Linked DNA regions of Gossypium raimondii: region 2 is linked to region 1. Evidence: chromatin contacts called from public Hi-C data. All regions are on one chromosome and are shown on one strand. Each heading gives the region's core, a stretch centred on a gene start, on an enhancer-like site or on the middle of the called end of the contact. The rest is flanking DNA. Distances are from core to core; before and after follow the strand shown. Region 1 holds the start of LOC105788549 (26S proteasome non-ATPase regulatory subunit 6 homolog). Region 2 holds the start of LOC105788556 (calmodulin-binding protein 60 A).

Evidence for each region. A called contact is a pair of places that touch in the nucleus more often than the background predicts.
Region 2: a Hi-C map of leaf shows a contact between it and region 1, with 4 times the contacts expected there. The contact joins the promoter of LOC105788556 here to the promoter of LOC105788549 in region 1. A contact is called at or near these places in 2 of 2 Hi-C or Micro-C datasets (both in leaf).

The regions. Positions count from the first base shown.
Region 1 is chr2:36,027,259-36,033,800 of ASM2569854v1, reverse strand. It overlaps LOC105788549 (26S proteasome non-ATPase regulatory subunit 6 homolog), which reads right to left and starts at 3,917. Exons shown (of 8, transcript XM_012615494.2): 1 at 3,688-3,917; 2 at 3,471-3,585; 3 at 2,058-2,148; 4 at 1,808-1,953; 5 at 1,487-1,706; 6 at 1,291-1,399; 7 at 1,011-1,179; 8 at 252-849. The coding sequence starts at 3,826. The coding sequence ends at 675.
Region 2 is chr2:36,329,683-36,336,572 of ASM2569854v1, reverse strand. LOC105788556 (calmodulin-binding protein 60 A) reads left to right here and starts at 4,013. Exons shown (of 7, transcript XM_012615498.2): 1 at 4,013-4,487; 2 at 4,792-4,870; 3 at 6,235-6,287; 4 at 6,383-6,870. The coding sequence starts at 4,387.

The sequences.
Region 1 (6,542 bases), core at 2,668-5,167:
TATCAGGTGAACCTACTATTATTGTCTTGGTACTGCTACATATCATACCGATGTGTTCCAGGATTATATATCATCTAATTTTTATTCTCAATAAAATATTATTATATTGACATGCAAATTTTTTTTTTTTTAAATTTTGAGATAATGAAAGTTAATTTAAAACATCAACATCTCATACCATACCAACCATATGGCCGGTACACCAGTTCAAACTGGTATTGGCCAAAACACAAACCGAACCACACCGGAGCAGCAAAAACACACGGACATTTTGACTGAAATAAAACTTAAATTTACATATTGGTTTAGAATGGGAATGATATGTATCAGCTAGTACGATCAGTACCAATATAGTACTGACTACCATGAGGCCAACCCCTTTTAAAATATTTCACAGATTATAGGAAAACCAGTATTTTCTCAACATAATGATGCTGTAAATCCTATTTTGTAGCTTTTCTACTGCAGAATATGGGTACGGAAAGAAACTTTAAAAGATATGTTTGTGTCAAACGCTCGAACTAGAATCTGAATAGCATAGAGTAAAAATGGTGAACTCCTATAAAACGGGAACTTGTAAACAACTTGCTAAGAAGCCTCTCAGCCTAGTAAAAACAGTTCTGAAACAGCCTATTTTCATAGTTCTTTGGAACTGTTTAATGTGACTAAATACTTCATAGGTCAATGACGCGTGACAACTTCTGGATCCGGTTTAGTAAGAAGTCACCTTGTTTAATGGTGGCTTGGTAAAGAGCATTCTTCGCATCAGGGCGGTTAGTTTCGAGAACACCAGCAACCTTGTCAATCTTGCAATGAAGCTTCCCCGCTGCAATGAAACGGGATAGCTCCCTGGGATCATGGAAGATAAAACACAATTACGTCAGGGTAGGAAAAAAAATACAGCCAAACTCAACCAGTTTTAACAGCAATGCTAAAAGTAGGGAAAAGGGTATTTGTCAATGAACCCTAATCCCTAACCTAAAGAGAGATCACTGGCTTTAATTACTCACATATCAATGAACTCCACTGTCACTCCAAAAGCCTTTGCCATGGCTTCAATCGTAACACTTTTGTAGGATTCCAGAAATTGAGAGTAAACAACAGTTCTGACTTCCCTCATGTAAAACCGGAAATGAGGATGCAAATATCGGTCCAGTTTTATCTGCTCCGTCAGGCCAGCTAATATATAATTCAAACAAATTGAATGAATAGAACAGTGAAAAAAAATAGCTTTTATCAAACATGAGATAATAAAATGTTAATGGCAGTAGAATTTAGACCAATACATACCGAAGGCTAAGAAGAATGATTTGTACTGGCAATCATATAGAGAGTTTAAAAATTCCGAAAGATGTGGAATTTTTCCAATCACAGTCAGGATTTCAGGAGCATCAGCCACCTACAAGATTTAGAGATTAAGAGACTGGCCCAGGTAAAAGATAATACAGGTCATAGGATCAGAATGCTGAGGCAAACTCCAAAATACCTTTTGTTTCAGGGAAACTCTATCCAATGATATGATGCTAGTAAGCACGGTGTAAAATATGAATGTGTCATAAGGGAAAAGTTCATAAGTTGTGAAGGTTGAAATAGAATCCAAAAATAGATTGGCAGCTTTCTTAAAATTTCGAGTGGACATGCAATACAAGCCTTCATACACCTTTAAACGGTTCTTCCTCTCCCAGTCACCCCCTCCTTCAAACAAGCTGGCATCAAAATAGTAGCAGAGTAAGTAAAAGGCATACATCAGAAGTTATGCAAAAGCCAGAAGTAACAGAAACTGTTGATACATATTGTTGTTATGTACTTTTTTGCTTTATCAATGCTCTTGGAAATAAGATCAAAATCCATATAGAACAAGCCAATTTGCAAAGTATAGAAAACCAAGTCCATCTTTTGGCCAACAGCAACTGTCTTGCTTTCTGTCACCTTCAGTTGCTCCAATGCTTTCTCCTAGATTGAGAGGGCACACAAGTCAAGATAAGAAATACAGCACTCAAACATGAATAGATGAGCTGACATCAGCTTCAAGAGTAATAAACTACAATTATAAATACCTTTTCACCTATCCGAATGTAATATAAGGATTTTGCTAAATGTGCTTCTCGAACTTCACTTTCACCTAAGTTTTCTTCAGCATCAGCAATCCTACAATGCCAAAAGGCAGACATGAGTTAAAACATAATTCAATAAGAAAAGAGTAATTACTCTCATATGTTAAGATTGTTTCTTTCCTTTGTTAAAGAGGCAGACTGGTGGTTGAAAGATATTGCGACATAGTTTAGATGCGAGAGTTTTAGAAGAAAATTAATGTCATTCCATCATTCTTATATTAAAGCATTCATCGTTGACAAAAAATTATTACCTCTTTAATTGATAACATCATTCTTATATTAAAGCATTCATCATTGACAAAAAATTATTACCTCTTTAATTGATAACATCATTTAGTTCTAAATCCTAATAATATTACCATGCAAACTCTCAAGCAATTGAATGAGTTATGATCTTGACTGGGCGTACATTCTTATATAGATAGAAAAATGCTATCAATTCCCCTCTAACTATTTTGTGAATGCTGTGGAGAAAGAGATTGACTGTCAGGCAACTGACAAGGAGTTATTATCTTGGAAGTGTACATTCTTGTATAGATAGAAAAACAAAATGCTACAGATTCAAATCCATCTAAATATTTTTTGTATATAGTGTTAAAAGTAAATAATGCTATAGAATTTGTTGATCTATTGTTTTATAAAATCCGCATTGTACTTGGGTTGGTACTGCCTTGGGGCTTTTAGTGTGTGTATTTAATTCACCAAAAATAGGAACATTAGCAATGATTACTTCATCCCACTTCGTTTTTATTACAGACCCCGAGAGTTGAGATAATTCAGCTACTACAATGAATTATACCAACTTTGGTCTTGGCGGTAAAAGAAGAACATTCAACTCATTATCTATCTAGCTCAGCTGTATTTGATTAACAGCAGTTCATGGGCATACCTCTTGTAAATGTTACAACTCCAAACAGGTAACCATAATAAAGCAAATCTCATAATAACAGCTGCTAATAAAAAATGACCAAGAAAAGTTGCAAGGCATAAAGATACCAAAGCGACAGAAAGGAATTTAAAATTCAAACACTCAAAACACTCGATTAAAGTTTCAATTCTTGAAACCCCTTAGTGGTTCATAATCTGTCTGTTTCTCCAAAAACTCAATCCACTACAAGTTCCCAATCACCAAGCAAATGATACAGTCAATACACGTTAGGCTAAAAGTTCCACATTATATTCTCATCAATTGAGAATTAAACAAACCCTAACCAACAATGTGAACCAAAAACCTTAAATATATACTTCCCATCAACAATTAAGGCCAGAAAACCTAAATCTACGGTAAAGTAACTTTTTATTAACTAGCAACCACACAGGAAACGAAAATTAAAGGGGGCAAAAAGAAATACTCACTTCTCGTCAAGCTTCTTAATCTCCTCCTCATTCTTGGCACGCATCGATTCCAAAAGGCTCTGGTCCAGCTCCAACACTTTATCAGTAACGAGGGTTTCATAATATGAAGTCATATCTAAAACCACCACAACAACGAAAAAAAAAGCAACGCATATCGTGTAAAATTAGAACCGAAATAATTAACTCGCAAGGAGAAGATTTGAATCTGGGAAGTTACCATTGGATTGGACCGAGTTGAGGACCTCATCGCTGAGGCGGACCTTCTCGATGTCAGAGACGTCTGGATGCTTGAGGAGGAAGACGTTGTGAGCAAGGATGAGTTGCTGTGACTGCTGAGTTCCATCTTGTGTGTCCATGGCTGAGTCGATGTAGTGAACACTGAGTTGGAGCGAAAGGAGCCCTGCTTCTCTTTTGAGATAGCTCGGGAACTGAGAAATAGGAAAATAAATCTGGTTTGGGATAGTATATTAGAGGTGATCATAGGTCGGGCCCGGCTAAAAAGTTTAGGCCCACATCCTAGGCTTAGGTCCGGCCCGGCCTATTTTTTTAATAAATACTAAAAATTTATTTTAAAAATAAAAATAAAATTTTAAAAATAAAAAAAAATTTTGCCTAAACTCATATTTCGAACCTATATTTTTATCCGAATCCTGCCATATTTTAGATGGGCCATTGGGCCGGGCCAGGCCGCCTGGCCCATGATCACATCTATTTCTTACTTCCTACTTCCTAGCCCAACCAATTTTTTTTATTACTAGATACTTAACTATGTTTTTTTTTAATTCAATTATTTATTTTTATTTATTTTTATTTTTATTTTTATTTTTTAGTGATAAAAAAATAATTAAATAATTGAATCACTATTTTGTAAATTTTTAATACGAGATAACCAGTAAAAAAACTATATTCGGGTCACCTCTACTTTACCTTCTTTTTTTTTTTTTTCTAAAGCTCATAGTAACAAAATTAGGCAAAAGACAAAGGAGTGTAAAAGGTATAACCAATTGAGCATTTATGGAAAAAAAAACTCAATTACCCCTTTTGTTAACAGCATTAATGTAGCTGACGAAGCTCCCACATGACATGTTATGTGGGCAAATTGTTGCCCTTACATACTAGCATATATTTAAAGATAAAAAATCTTAAAAATATGAATATTGTAAAATTAATTATTAAAAATAGTAAATGATTATAAAAATATTAAAAATTATAACATACTAAAAAATTATAAAATTGACTGTTTTTACATGTCTAAAATAAATTTCAGCAATCATTTATTTCGATTCATTTTGAATATAAATTTTAAATGTTATAAAAATATTTAAAATAATCAAACATAAATAACTATTAAAAATATAAAATATATCGAATAAAATTTAAAATTTAAAATTTAATCTTAATATTTTATTATTTAAAGATTTGAATTTATTATTTTTTGTAAAAATGGACATTAATACATTTATACAATCATATTTAAAAGTAAATTGTTATAAACTTAGTTCACGTACATTATTAAAAGTAAATTGTTAATAACTTTTAAGTATAAAATTAAAATTTTAAAATTGCATCAAAATATAAATACACCACATACAATTTATAAATTTATGAGGGCACCATATTTTCAGAAAATTAGCTTCTAGGAGTTTGTATCTGAAACTCATAACATGTTAGATTTAGGGCTATGATTTTAATACTTTTTATGTGCTACTTTTAATTAGTCATTTTCCTTTTCTAAAATTTTAGATTTTTAATAATTATTTATAATCTTTTTTACCATTTTATTATTTATTTCTAATTTTTAAAATATTTTTATATTGAGAATTTATGACCAAAATAAACCTAAACATGTAAAAACAGTAATCTTTATAACTTTTAGAACTTTTATAAACTTTTTATTTTTTATTTAATAATCGTCTTGATAATTGTTATTTCCTTATTGAACATGTTTGTTATTGAACATATTTTTTTAGCTCTAGTTTTTCAAGTATTTTGATATAACAAAAGTATATTAAAAATTCTCTACTTAAATTTGTAAAAATTGTTTATAAATCCTTAAAATTATTTTCAAAGTGTTTGATAAAATAACCTTTTAAAAAGCCTTAATTTAACTTAATTTTTAACGAGTTTTTAAAGTTTGAAGAACTTCTACTGATACTTAGGTGGACAAATATCGGTAGAACTCAAGATGGAAAGACCTTGAAAAGGCTACAGAATTCTACCAGTAGAACTAGGAGTTCTACCGATACAAGTCCACTCCTATCGATACAACAAAGTTTCAGACTACATTTAATGCTAGTTTTTTATGGCTGCAACGACTCTATTTTGTTTCTAACGGCTATAAACATCCACAAGGTTGTTAGAAGACTTAAATACAAGGTCAAGAGTCCTTATTAATATATAGAAACAAGTGCCTATATTCCAAAAACTCAAATTTTCAATCTTTTACTAAATATTTCTTGTACACACTTATGGGTTAAGTCTTTTATCATTCTTTCAAGTGTTATAACTTTGTGTGAGAGTACTTAATTGTTGATTATCTACCTTTTAGAGGTATCATCTCATTCATCATTATTTTCTCTCATTTGTGAGGTGTTACTTAAGGTTTTCTAATCTTAAGGGAAAGTGGTTCTATCTTACTTTTGAAAAAATATGATTTTGTAAGGTTAAACTAAAAAGATAAGTTCTTTACTTTTATCACTTAGGAGCCGTGCAAGATGAAAGTCTCATGCACGGTTTTGAATGAGAGAAAGAAGTGAGGAATCCTCTTTTCGACTCTGACTCTCCCACTCTAGTCAATGATTTTCTTTCGGTTACTTCGAAAGTAGCTGCTTCGGCTTCAGCCACTCGAATTTTTGATATTCCTTTTTATTTCTCATCAAACGAATGACATCTTCTTCTGGAAATCCTAGCTATTCTTAGCATGATATTGAGGAATCTCATTGCTATTACTCAAACAAGCATGAAATGTATGCAAGGTTCAAATCTAGTGGATTTGGGAAATCCTTAATTGGGGAAAGCTAAGGTAGTGGAAGTAGGCAATTGTGACCGAACCACTATAAATACTTAAGCCGT
Region 2 (6,890 bases), core at 2,764-5,263, 300 kb before region 1:
TAAAAATAAAACCAAAGATGGATGGAAAGAGACCATTCATCACTTCATTCATGCAAATCGAAGTTAACAAGTTGAGGAGGAGGAGGAAGAATCGAACTTAGGGTCTTAAAATTTAAAGCTTCAAGTGGTTTGTTTAATTTAGTCATTTCCTCATAATTTTTATGTTTTTCAAAATCCCGAGAGCTCAATATAGTTGACCTATGTGATATTTTTCAGAACTGTTAAAGTTTTAGAATGATGCCATGGATGAATCTTTGAAATTTTAGGTATTAGATTTTTAGAATTTAAGCTTAGGTGTGAAAATGACTAAATTGTGAAGTTAAATTGTAGTTTTGTACAACAGGGACTAAAGTGTATAAATTTCAAAATTTGTGGTAAAAATGAGAAATAGGAGGTATACAAAGGACTAAAGTGGAATCGGTTTAAAATTTTGGGTTCTAAATTGAAATTATGTTAGTCTCGATTTTAGAGACTAAATTGAATAAATGTCAAAATATGTAAGAGTTTACGATTGATTGTAAATTTAGTTGGAAAAATAATGTTGTGCATTGTTGTACTAATGTTCGTAGCTAAAGTTGATGTGGGAGCATAAAAAAGAATAGGGAAGGCAAAAATATGTGACGAGTAGTTCGACTTTCTGTAAGGATTGAATTGTTACTGATATGTTTGTGGTAAATGTTAGAATACTACTTTTGAATCGATTGTCTTTATGTTTAAATCGATTCATTATTGTTTAAATATATTCTTTGTTATTTAACCTGATTCACACCTTATCATAAATGTCTGCATGTTTTTTGTAACTTGTTGTTTGATAGAAATGTTTAGATGAATTGAAATGATTCATTTTGAGTTGAATGTGATTGAGGTGCCTTGAGGTATATTGGTTAGAAATGGGATTGGATTATGTCTTTAAATGTGATTTTGGTGCACTTGTAATAATTTTAAGAATTGGTTGTTGCATGTATATAGCCTAGATAAAAGTTGGGTTAAGGTAACTCGATTGTAAAGTTTATTTTTGTGCATACGGGATAACATATGACCGTGTGTCACACATGGGCATGTGACACAGCCGTGTGCTCTTTTGAAATTGGAAGGTTTCAGGTTAGCATGGTCTCAGTTTGTTACATGGTCCAGAGACACGAATGTAGGGAGTAAATCATCAATTCTTCTATACCCCATGTTACAGTCAACATTTGCATCGGATTTCCAACCAGTGTAGGTTAATGGCATACCGGTATAAGTACTTTTGCCCTAGGGCATCAAACCACCAAAGTTAAAATCGAACGCACTGACTGAATGTCGTGCCCAGGTGTCGAGGTTTAAGTTATGCTCATACCTCGACTGATAATGGCCTTCGAAGTTGAAATTAGTGCTTGAAACAGAATAATGTCTTTCTATTGATGATTCAGGGACATTACAAAGGGAGTTTTGTAACAAAGCAGTGAACCCACCGCACAACTGTGTTGTAGGACTTTCCATTTCTGCTTCTGTGCTTTCATTAGCCATAACATTGGTCGAAAATTGACCAGCTGCATCAACCTCAGCAAACTCAACATATAACTCTATTGTAGCATTTCCACTTGAGTAATGCGAATCTATGATCGCCTCCGGCTCTAACTCGCCTTTAACATCAAATGGCTCACATTTAAAAGGGTCCACTAATGTCAGATATCTATATTTCAAGCTCGAAATTCTTCCCTAGCTTGAGCCCTCGATTTTCCTCCTGATTCTAGTCTGTAGCTCACGTAATTGATTGGTACAGTTGAAAGTCAATTCCACGGACTGGGCTCTTACAAATACAATCCCAACGTCTGTATTGAAAATTTGACTGTTATAATAAATTACAGATTTCACTTGTCAACTCATTTCATTTTTTAAAAAATTAAATATTTAGAACAAAAAATCTTCAGATGGTTATCCAAAAAAATGTAGATGACACTCGCAATGCAACTCTTAAAAAAAAAAGAACGAATTTGCTTGTGTCTAAGTACTGAATACTTCGGTAGTTTAATAACAAAAAAGAACAAAGAGAGAGGGAAGGCGCGCTTCAAAACACATTTTCATCGAATAATAATAATGAAAGGATCTTCTGTGCTTGAAAATGTGTTTCAGCATAATCAATTTGAACATACGCGTGCTTGAAAAAGTCTTCAGTGTGCTTGGAAACGTAGTGGTGGCCAAAAAGCTTGCTAGATGAACTCGCTTTCTATCTGCCACCATTCAAAGCCTGCCAAAGTGCCTTGATCCTTGGAATCTTGGGTAAGATTTGAGGCACATCATTCAAATATTTGATGAAAACGCCTCTTCTATGACGTGTTTTCAACCATAAGTTGTTTTTTCCTTTTCAATCTCACCCCTCCCCCGCGCTTATAAAAAGGGGCTCTCCTTTCATACTCCATCATACCTAACCATCATCTCTCTCAACCACCATCCTTCCACTTTAAAATATTTCTCTCTCTCAGTTTTCTTCCCTACTTTAGTGGTCAAAATTTTTGTCAATAATATTTATTCCTATTTGAGGTATTCTTGAGTTTCAGTGATGTGATATTGTTCCGAGACACACATTTCATATATCCTGCCAAGATGAGACTATTACCTCAGAAACCTATCCTGTGGAAGTCAGGTTCCGGGGTGACGATGCTTTATATGGTCACGGGTCAGAGTATAACTGGGGAGCCACTTAACAATTGTTATGTGGGCACGAGCTCAAACTTTTTGGACACCCGAAGATTTTGCCTTATAAATACCATACAAAAGTTTGAAGACATAACCATAAGGAAAAACTGTGGGGCTTCCCGCTATAATCGGCGCAATTTTTTTTCTCCATTTCCATGCAGTCGATATCTTTAACCTTCCTTCTTAGAAGAAGGTCAGCACTGTCGTGGACGTAGGAGGACTCTTCGGCGGGCAATGACTATTTCGATGGAGTAAAGGTGATGCTCTTTTTAGTTATTAAAAAAATCATTAATAACTACAACTGTTGTAGCACCGACTCAAGTTTGACTTTTACTCCACCTGAACATTAGTTTTTCGCTTGAGAGCCCTCTTGTGTCAACCTCGATGTCAACCCTCAAATAAGAATGAAAGGTTAAAGATATCAACTGCTCGGAAATAGAGAAAAAATTACTTTGATTACATCGAAAAGTCCTTCATTTTTTCCTATGATTATGGCATCAATCTTATGTATGGTATATATAAGGCATCATTTGCGGGTATCCAAAAAGCTTGAACTCGTGACTGCATAACGACCGCCAACTGGCCCCCAGTTATACTCAAACTTGTGATCGCATAACGACCGCTGACTAGGACCTCCACTTAAACTTCGACCCATGATTGTATCAAGCATTGTCACCCTGAAAGCTGACTTATATAAGATGAATTTCTTAGGTAATGGTCCTATCCTGACATGACATATGAAGTGTATGTGTTTTGAGATACGTTCTTGTATCCCCAACCTTTCAAATCTACCTATAAACTTTCATGGTTTCATTCTCAAAACCTTAAACCCAATAAAAATCCTAATTCTTAAACAAAAAAATCTAAACTTAATACCAACCTTAACCCTAAAAAATCATAAAAAAAATTGATGGCTGAGGAGAGTGTGTGTAAACGCGTCTAACTAGGCGCGCTTTCACACATAGTCTTCAAAATTGACTTATTTTCCTAAATATTAAAAAAACGACCTATTTAATCAATTAAAAAACCACATATATTGCCTATTTAACCAATATATGAAATAGGAAGAATAAATAAACACATTAAAATCAATTATGTTAAACAAGCTAATAGAAAAAGAAAATAATTTTTTAAGTCTCGAGGCTAATTTAAAATTTAATAGGTAATTTAGGAAAATCAAATTTCCTTTCTTCCAATAATTCACTAGTAAAAAGAAAAGAAAGGACAGCACATCATGTTTATAGATTTGTTTAGTTCCAAAACGGGGTCAGTGGGGTCCCACATTCAGACGGATATCCTTTGGTTACATATAAACACACAACACAGAAACACAACCACCTAACCAAGCAGTTAAAGTGTTAAACTCAGACGAGAGAGAGAGAGAGAGAGAGAGAAAGGGCCAATACAGGATCATGAAAGAGATTCAGGGTGAAGAAGCATCCCAGACACAGCCAAATTCAGACAATGGGTAGGAAAGTGGGATGGGAAAAAGGGTTTTAACTCTTGCTTCTTTTTTTCCACTTTTGGATTTACTCTTTGATTATCATTTACTGATGAATGAATAAATAAAAAGTATCTCCTCCTGCTGGTTTCCTTTTCAATTGAAGTGCCGCATGTTGGGTTCTTTAGTGTTTGTGAATGAACCTCATCACCATCCAAACAGCTTAGCTTCTGGGGGTGTTTTCATTGTTGGAGTTAATAGTTTTAACAATGTCACATAAGAGACCCCAAGAAGATAGTACTAAGGGTCGACCCTCAGAAGCCTTTACTCCTGATCAGGATAAACGGAGAAGGGTTCCTACATTGAGAAAGTACACGCCTTTCCTTTCTTACCTTAATTTCGTTCTTCTTTTTTCCCTTATTGATGCATAATTTGGGGTTTTCTTGTTAGGTATATTTAAGTTTAAATGAGTGAATATTTGTACTGAGTTTATTTCTTAGTAAAGTTGTTGGCTGATATTGTAACCAATTAAAATAACTGAATTAGGCATTTGGTTGAACCTCACTTACACCTATCCATGTGTTGTGATGAATTGGTAATATAATCCATCTAATATTATGCATTATTTTTATAGTGTTTCTTCTGGTTGCTAATCTGTTTGTAAACGATGGTAGTGTGGTTCAGGAGGTGATGAAGTTGCAATCAGTCCAGCATTTGCTGGAGCCAGTTTTGGAGCCATTAATTCGTAGGGTGGTATGTTTCTTTCTTTAATCATGTTATTTCAAAAGTGCTCCTACATTATTTATCATTTTCCTGCATATAACAGGTGTAGATTTTTATTTACATGGTAAAAGAGAGTATTAGTGAGCTTGCCTTTCTCAAGAGTTGAAATCATAAATTACCGTGTCCTATGCTTAATGAGGTTTAGTTTAGCAGTTATTATAGTCCACGCTGCTTGGACACGGGAGTAAAAAATTTTGGATACGGTTACACATACAGCGGTGACATTTGCATTTTGCAGTTTTTTCCTTAAGGCTTTCCTTATAATTGGAAGGCCTAAACTTATTACCCAACAATGGGGAATTAAGCCAAAGTTTTCAGTCCTTAAGGGAGCACACCAAAGGGGCCTATATATAAATGTTGGATGTCACTGATAGTATATCGCCTACCAGGTATTGTACTCTACCTTTTGGGAACTTAGTGACATGGAAGAATAGAAGAACAGACAGTGGTGGCAAGATCAAGTGCAGGGGCAGAGTTTAGGGTTATGACCCAAGGCATTTGTGAACTCTTGTGGATAAAGATCATCTTGGATGATCTTAAGGTTAAATGGAATGAGTCAATGAGGTTGTATTGTGACAACAAGTTGGCTACTAGTATCACCCACAATCCAGTTCAATATGATAGAGCCAAACATATTGAAATAGACGGACACTTTATAAGGAGAAGTTGAGAATGGAGAATCTCATTGATCCTTACATCTCCACTTCGTGTCAATTAGTTTTAGTTTGGAGGTTTAACTATATTATTGAAAGTATGTTTTCAGTCTGATGATCATAGCTTAGCCATTAACCCCATTAAGATTTGTTGGACCATATGCACCTTTGTGTTTAGCAACAAAATTGGTTGTCTTCATGTGTCTTGGGAACATATTTCCTCGACTTAGCTGTCTTTTTCTCTAGTTATTTCACTTAAGCTTTGAGATCAGATAGGAAGCATGATATAACAAAACTGAAGGTGTAAACTGAATTTGTCATAGAAAACAGACAGTTGGCCTTTCTAAAATAATTGAAACTCTTGATACTCGATTCTATGTCTGTCATACAGATATGTCTTGTATGCTTTTCAGTTCAACACATTCTCTTGGCATCTTCACTCAACCTTTCTGTGGATGTTATATCAATGCTATTTTGCTTCACTGGATGAACATGCTGCCTAATATTGTTGTGTTTTTCATTGTCTTTTTCTAATGCCGATGCTATTGTGTCTGACATCTAATTTCAAAGTTATTCTGGGAAAAGCGAGCAAAAACTTGTATTCTTATCCATCGGTGGCAAGCTCCCATATATTTTGGTAGTTCTTTATCATATGTACATTAACTATGTTATGTTCCTTAGGTCAAAGAGGAAGTTGAAGTGGCTTTTAGAAAGCATTTGAACAATATGAAAAGGTACAAATTCAATTAAAAGAAGGGAAAAAAATTCTCCAGAAAGTTGGGTTAGCTTCATAGTATACTAACCACGCGATTCTGCTCTTTTTTTAAAGGAATGGAGGGAAGGATGTAAATTCTACATCAAGAAGCTTACAACTCCAATTCTTAAATAATCTCTCTCTTCCCGTGTTCACTGGAACTCGAATTGAAGCAGAAGAATGTTCTGCCATTAAGGTGGCCATAGTCGATTCTCTTACTGGACAAATAGTTTCCTCTGGCCCTGAGTCTTCTGCCAAAGTAGAGGTTGTGGTTCTTGAGGGAGATTTTGATGGTGATGAGGGGGACAATTGGACACTTGAAGAGTTTAAGAATAACATTGTAAGAGAGAGAGAAGGAAAGAAACCTCTTCTTGCTGGAGACGCATTTCTAACTCTTACCAGGGGAATTGGATTAGTGGGTGAAATTTCGTTCTCGGATAATTCAAGCTGGACAAGAAGCCGTCGATTCAGACTTGGTGCCAGAGTTGTTGATGGCTCCGATGGAACTAGAGTAAGAGAAGCAAAGACGGAATCCTTCATTGTCAGGGATCATCGTGGTGAATGTAAGTACTTTTTTATTAGT